Regions from separate parts of the Rattus norvegicus genome. Here region 2 is linked to region 1. The links are chromatin contacts, called in public Hi-C maps. All regions are on one chromosome and are shown on one strand. The core of a region is the stretch at or near the end of the contact, and the rest is flanking DNA. Distances in the headings are between cores, read along the strand shown.

The links. A called contact is a pair of places that touch in the nucleus more often than the background predicts.
Region 2: a contact with region 1 is called in a Hi-C map of the A7r5 cell line, with 9 times the contacts expected there. The contact joins two enhancer-like sites. A contact is called at or near these places in 10 of 12 Hi-C or Micro-C datasets (the A7r5 cell line, the Rat2 cell line, frontal cortex and 6 more) and 1 of 1 datasets of contacts at active chromatin or transcription factors (oligodendrocytes).

What each region holds. Positions count from the first base shown.
Region 1 is chr8:87,355,022-87,358,323 of GRCr8, reverse strand. It overlaps LOC108351748 (a long non-coding RNA gene), which reads left to right. Exons shown (of 9, transcript XR_010054220.1): 7 at 1,272-1,416. Among named protein-coding and RNA genes, the nearest start is that of Klhl31, 39 kb to the left of the region's middle. Within about 2 kb of position 1,358, at least 14 of the 93 cell types and tissues checked have an H3K27ac peak or open chromatin away from gene starts, as enhancers often do. A contact at or near this core is called in the A7r5 cell line, where this site is marked.
Region 2 is chr8:87,530,434-87,533,760 of GRCr8, reverse strand. It overlaps Gclc (glutamate-cysteine ligase, catalytic subunit), which reads right to left. Exons shown (of 16, transcript NM_012815.2): 3 at 2,536-2,718. Among named protein-coding and RNA genes, the nearest start is that of Gclc, 22 kb to the right of the region's middle. Within about 2 kb of position 1,895, at least 11 of the 93 cell types and tissues checked have an H3K27ac peak or open chromatin away from gene starts, as enhancers often do. A contact at or near this core is called in the A7r5 cell line, where this site is marked.

The DNA.
Region 1 (3,302 bases), core at 109-2,608:
TATTAACCAACCAGACCCCACCAGAGCTCCCAGGGACTAAACCACCAACCAATGAGTACACATGGAGGGACCCACGACTCCAGCTACATATGTAGCAGAGGATGGCAGTGTTCAGCATGAATAGGAGGAAAAGCCCTTGGTCTTATGAAGACTCATTTCCCCAATGTAGGGCAATGCCATGGCATTGAGGTTGGAGTGGGTGGGTGGAAGTGGGAGCATCCTCATAGAAGCAGGGGGAGTGGAGAGGGAGTATGGGAAAGAGATAATATTTGAGATGTAAATACATAAACTGTCCAAGAAAAATAAAATTAAAAAAAGAAAAGTTAAAAAAATAGAGCATATAACCTATAAACAGAAGGGTGAAACAACATATTCCAGAAGACAGCCAGGGGAGAGAACACGTGAGAAGGCCAGTGCATAATATATACCATGAAAACATCCTTACATAACCCAGTACTAAGTACAGTGAAGAGACGCAATGAAGTCTTTTTTAAAAGTAACAAAGTAAGAGCATACACAAATACATTTTATCCATGACCACAACAAATACACACCATTTTGTTTTCAAAATCTGAAAGGGGAAGCTGTCTACCAAAGTGCCTCCAGTCTTGCTGGGTGGCCTTGAAGTAGCTTCCGATTGGCACAAAGCTTGGTGGCTAACTCCTGTCACCAGGCTTGCTATCACCAAGGCTGCTGCTTAGCCGTGTCTGAGGCTTCAGCAGGTGGCAGAGCTAAGAAGCCTCTTGGAATGCAGGTGTCAGAGTCTAACAATGTAGAAGGAAATGATCCTCCCAGGGAGGCTCGGAAGGCTGAGGTTCCATTGGGCCATTCAGAGCCCAGCACAGCGAGTGTCCACAGCGGAGGGATGCCCAAGACCTTTCAAAGCTCAGGTTAAATCCGTCTCCAGCAGATCACAGAGAAACAAAAAGAGGGAAAAACCTTTTAAAAATGTGAGGGCTTAAATGGTGGCTGTCTGGAAAGGTGGGAAAAGAAGAGAAGAAAAAAAAAAAAACCAAAAACAAAAAAAAAAAACCAAACCAAAACAAACAAACAAACAAAAAAACAAAAAAACAAAACAAAACGAGGGGCGGGGAGGTTGGAGAGGAGAGGAGGAAGAGAAGGAGAGGGAGGGAATAGATTAATACTCTGACCCGGCCCTTTGTCAAGCACACTTCAGAGCTAAGTGAGATGTTGAGACTGAAAAGCAATGCTTACTTATCATGCTCTCCCTTCGGCTTCCTTAAGTTAACGTTTATCCTAATGTTCCTTAGAAAACAGAAGCCAAGTACCCAGCGGGAAGGAGAAGCGAGTCCGTTTCATTTTAATGACTCACACCACTTCCTAAAGATTTCTGCCAACAAATACGTCCCAGACTAGTCTGGAACACAGCGGCAAGCCGATGCTGCCACCCTCAGGGTAAATATGTTCCTATTCCGAGTTAGATAACAGATCTTTCCTTTCCCAGGGTTCGACCTTTGGGGATCCCAGTCTTCCATTTCTATAATGAAAGTTTAAGGTCCTAAATCACACATCAGACAGACATCGCAAACTGGGTTTTCCTGTTACTATTTTCGTTTACTCTAAGAAATGTAGCCAGGGGCCAGGACTCACTGCGACCCTGCTATATGAGTCTCCAGGAGTTTTTGGTGACTGTCCACTGCCGGGAGGGGGGGGAACGGGGGGGGGGTGGGAGCGGGGGGGGGGGAGCGGGGGAGGTGTCGGGATGGGGTGGGTGGTTACTCACTGTGACTAAGTCTTTCACTTGTAAGCTTAGAGATCTAAAAACCACAGGGGGTTTTGTTCAAACTCAGACTTCTTTACCACTAACTGGGAAGTTCTGCTGTGGCTTTGTACTCAGAGACATCAAGCCTCCAGTTTAAGAACAGTGTGTGTGTGTGTGTGTGTGTGTGTGTGTGTGTGTGTGTGTGTGTGTGTGTGTGTGATAAAGCTGGGCTTCGCTTTGTTTGGTCTGTTGTTGGTCAGTCTCCTCTATGTGCAGGAGGTGAGAATTATATGAGACGAGTTTAGGAATCACTGTCTTCTGAGCACACAGAAATGTTCATACCCCTGGAAGATGAACTCAATTCTATAGTTTCTTTCCTCCCCCAGATGTCAGACAATGGAGCTGGACTTTCCAACTGTCCAATAACATGGCCATCTCTTCTTCTTCCTCACCCAGAAGCTAATCAAGTCCTGCTGGGAGTTCGAGTCCCAGCAAAAGACTGACTGTTCTGACACTCAGAAAATTTCAGATTCCTCAGTTTATGTCAGGAACATGGACATGGGGATTAAATGTGTTCTTTGCTATGCTACAAGGTGTTTATTCAAGCTATATATTTAAAACAAGTTAAGTTGGTGGTTGCAAATATTGCCTTAATAAGTAGCAAACCCCTATAGAGGACATTTACCAAAATTAGAAGGTTTTTAAAATTCTCTATCACTGACCTGCCAATTTCACTTCAGGAATTTTTTTCTATATGACATTATCTATGTGTAAGGTCAGTCATCGGAATATCAAAGACTGAGAGAAATATTACACATCAATAGGAGACTGATTAGAAATGATAATATTTCCAGTTGGGCATAGTAATGCATGCCTTTAATCCCAGCACTCAAGAAGCAGAGGCAGGTGGATCTCTGAGAGTTCAAATCCTGCATGGCCTACACAGTGAGTTCTCTTAGAGTCAGAGCTATTTAGCAAGATCCTGTCTCAAAAAAGTGGGTAGTGGGGGTATAGAGAGATTGTTCAGCTGTTAAAGGCTAGAAACCCAAACCTCAGATAATTATAACAGTTCCATTGGAGGGAATAATATGCAGCTCTAAAAATAGATGACTATTTCTTGTAGGAAATTATCTAAACGCTGCACAGTGGGCCAGTGAGATGGTTCAGCAGCTAACGGTGCTTGATGGACAAGCCTGGTGACCTGTGCTCTGTTCCTGTAGGACAGAACTGACTTCATCCACAAAGTTGTTCTGACCTCCACATGGAAGCCATGGTGTGAAACGACTCCAGGATCCCAGCCGGAGCTTTCGATTTGAGGGCTTATGGGTAGCCAGCACTGTGCCCTCTTGAAGTCCCACAGTAACGGAGACATTGCACATCTGTGGCTGGAGACGAGGCTGGCTGGTGCAGTTCTCTGGAGCAGAGGGAAAGGGAGGACCCGGGGTGGCGTGAAACCCCGTAGTCGTTCCCACCATCTTAACTTCCTGATAAGGTGGCAGTGATTCTCAGGAAGAAGCCAACAATTTCTTCAGATCAGAGCTAAGTCTTTATTCCAGGAATGATTGCAGCAGTGAGCAGC
Region 2 (3,327 bases), core at 646-3,145, 170 kb before region 1:
TGAGTAAGGCAGTCCTTCTAAGTCAGTGAGAGCAAACAAGCAGGCTCTTTACTGGGTTCTAGATCAGTAGCCAGAACTACTAACCCAGACCTTATGTCAACTCCCTGCCCTTCACAAAGGCAAGTCGTTGTAGGCAACCCAGCCTGTAAACAGCTGAGACTGCTATTCTCATCTGGAAAGTAGTTCCTCGCACCAAGGCTTCCTGGGCGTTCCTGCAGCCACTGTGCAATCTTTTCTGAACCTGTAAACTTACAACAACAACCACCACCACCACCCTTTAGCTGTGTGACAGACATTAACCTGGGGGGAAATCCTAGCTTTCTAGAACTGGGCAGAGGCAGGCAATTCTCTGAGTTAGAGGCCTGGTCTACAGAGCGAGATCTAGGACAGCCAGAGCTACACAGAGAAACCCTGTCTCAAAAAGAAAAGGAAAAGAAAAGCAAAACTAAACAATAACTGAAGAAAATGAAGAAGAGGAGAAGGAAAAACAAGAGAGAACGGACGCAGACTTTTTGAACGGAACCTATTCAATTCTCTCTAACATAGAAGAAGCCACTATAAACTTTTTTCCAGAGAAGAACTATTCTACACAGAGCCATTAACCGAAGCAAAATACACAATAGAGTTTAACCAAAGACAATGTGGCCCAGAAAGAACAGTCTTTCAATGCTGCACATTTCTTCAATGTCTAAAATGGTTCTGCTTTGTGCTGCCTCCTCCTGCCCCGCCTTAGTTTGCTAGAGAGATGTATAGCTCTCTTATGTTAAGGAGAGAAAGCAAAACGTAAGACATTGCATTTCCAAGTTTGCTAAAAGTTGACAAGCAACACCCACAGCCAATCATGATTCTTAGGCTGCTACTCCATTATCCCAAGGTTTCCCACCAGTCACCTAAGGTCACCTTCATCTGTCCCCTGCTCTCCAGCAGGTTAGCTGATTCTATCACTTTTTTCACTGTCACTGCCCACCATCACCCATGTCACCACAACATTGCCTAAGGAGTGCCCTTTCCCTCGCCTGGCACGCCCTGGCACCCGCTATGCATTTGCTCTCACGCCAACAGCCCAGATGAGGGCTACAAAGCAAACGTGTGATACAATCTACCCAGCCTAGATTCCCAAAGTCTCGAATGCTTTCAGAATAGCAATCAAAGTTCATAACTGCCGGCCTGGCCTCAGCAGTCACCTGCACCCCAGCTTCCTGGTCACAGTGGGTAACTCCCTTTCTTCTTCCCCCCACCAGGCTCTCTCCGTGACTCCTCTTCCCCCAGAGTCCCTCTGCCCCCTCTCCTATGAAACTCCTTCTAGAGTTTTGGATATCACTCCAGTCATCTTCCTGTGGAGAAGTCTCCCTACCCCAGAACCCACAGCCATATCCACACCTCATGCCACTCCTTAATTTCATCATTATATATTTATATAATAGGTATTTGACTAATCTCTGCTGTCTCCTCAGCTCTGATGAGCAAAGCCTCTCTGGGTCTGGCAAAGAAAAGGCACCCAGAGTCTCTGTCTCTAAGTATATGACAAGTGACTTATCTGTTGTATGCAGGAATGACAATAGGGAGGTAAAAGCTATCAATTCCATTTAAAATAACGTCCTTCTAGGATCAATGGTGCATGTTTTCAGAAGAAAAAGCAGCATCACAATAGTTTAGTGCTTTAAGGCTAAGGATACTCAACCCCAGAACTCTTTTGATGGAGGAGGCAGACATCAGCATAGATAAGTGAGCTTTCTGAGCAGAACCCCAGTCTTACACAGGAGCTCTACACTCAACATTGGACATTCGCGGATCCCTTTCTAATCTGAGAACACACTTCCCTATGTTTACTTACTGGTATTCACCGTCCTAACTATTGGTCACAAACCCCCAATCTCCAGCACAATACAAATGTGACTCAGCTTGTTCAGTCAGTATCTGGCAAGAGCACTCCAGGAACAAGTGTGCCCCAAGGTCCTGCTCCCTCCCCGTGATCTCACTTATCTGTGCTAGATATCTGCCAGATTGTGAAAGTATGCTCCCTCCTCCAAGTTCAAAGGCTCTCTGGGGGTTGGGATCCACAGCTCAGAATACTCAGTGAGGTGCTGGAGGGCAGATGCTCCTTCAGGTCGGGTCTGCGAGTACAGCTGCTACAGTCCACTGACAGGAGACTGGGCTCCTCCCCAGTGAGCTGGAGCCACACTCTCCCCACACTGCCACCAGTCACCAGTCACAGGGTCATTTCCAACCCTGTCCAGATGTGTACCCTTACCAGGGCACAGCCCGCCCACCATGAAGCTGCTATGCAATGCTTGTAGCAGTCCTAATGTAAGAATGTATCAAATGTCAGCAGTCCGACCTCCAGCACAAGCCGGTTGGGGAGTGACTCACTTGTGCAGTAGTTCCTTAAAGTGAACTCTGAGGATGATAGTGCTGTACTGTCCAACAGTATGAACAAGTGTAAGAATTGTAGAGGAAAATGAGCAGGTCAGGATTTACTTTCTTCATAACCTCAGTCTGATATTCCTGCTAGAACATGTTAACGTAGGAACTAACCTGGGAAATGAAGTTATCGTGCAAAGAGCCTGATGTTCTCCTAATACAGAAGTAGCCTCCTTCCGGCGTTTCCTCATGTTGTCCTCCACTGTGTTGAACTCGGACATCGTTCCTCCGTACGGCTGGCCAGGTGTCCCTTCAATCATGTAACTCCCATACTCTGGTCTCCAGAGGGTTGGGTGGCTGTAGAGAAGTCATTATGATTTCAGCTTATTCTTTTGCTATAGTCCACTTAATTTTTTTAAAAAAGAGGCTTATTAAAGCTGTAAATTTTCCATTGCTTTTCAACTACTTACGGCTACTAAATGTTGAGTTCAGAATATTTATAAGTTTTTGAAAATGCACACAAGTATTCTGTCTAGGACAAAGCTAGTCCACTCTATAAGGAAGGAAGGAAGGCCTTACAGGCTAATATTGAGGTTCTCAAATGCAGCTTCCCAAAGCGACCAAATAGAAAATGAACTAGAGAGATGCCCCTGGCCCCTCTCTACTCCCAGGTAAAGAAATATTTAACCAGCACTAAAAGGTCAGGTGTGTAGCACATGTCTTTAATCCTAGCAAGTAAGAGGCAGAGGCAGGCAGATCTAAGTTCAAGACCAGCGTGGTCTACAGGGCAAGCTCTGGGACAGCCAGGACTACTCAAAGAAACCCTGTCTTGAGAAACAAAACAAGCTAACAAAAAAGCAAGCAAAAGAAGGAGGAAGATGAAGAAGAGGGTGGGGAGGAGGAGGAGGAGAAAGAGAAGGAAAAGACAGACAAACAAACAGACAGACAGACGTAAACCTCATGTTG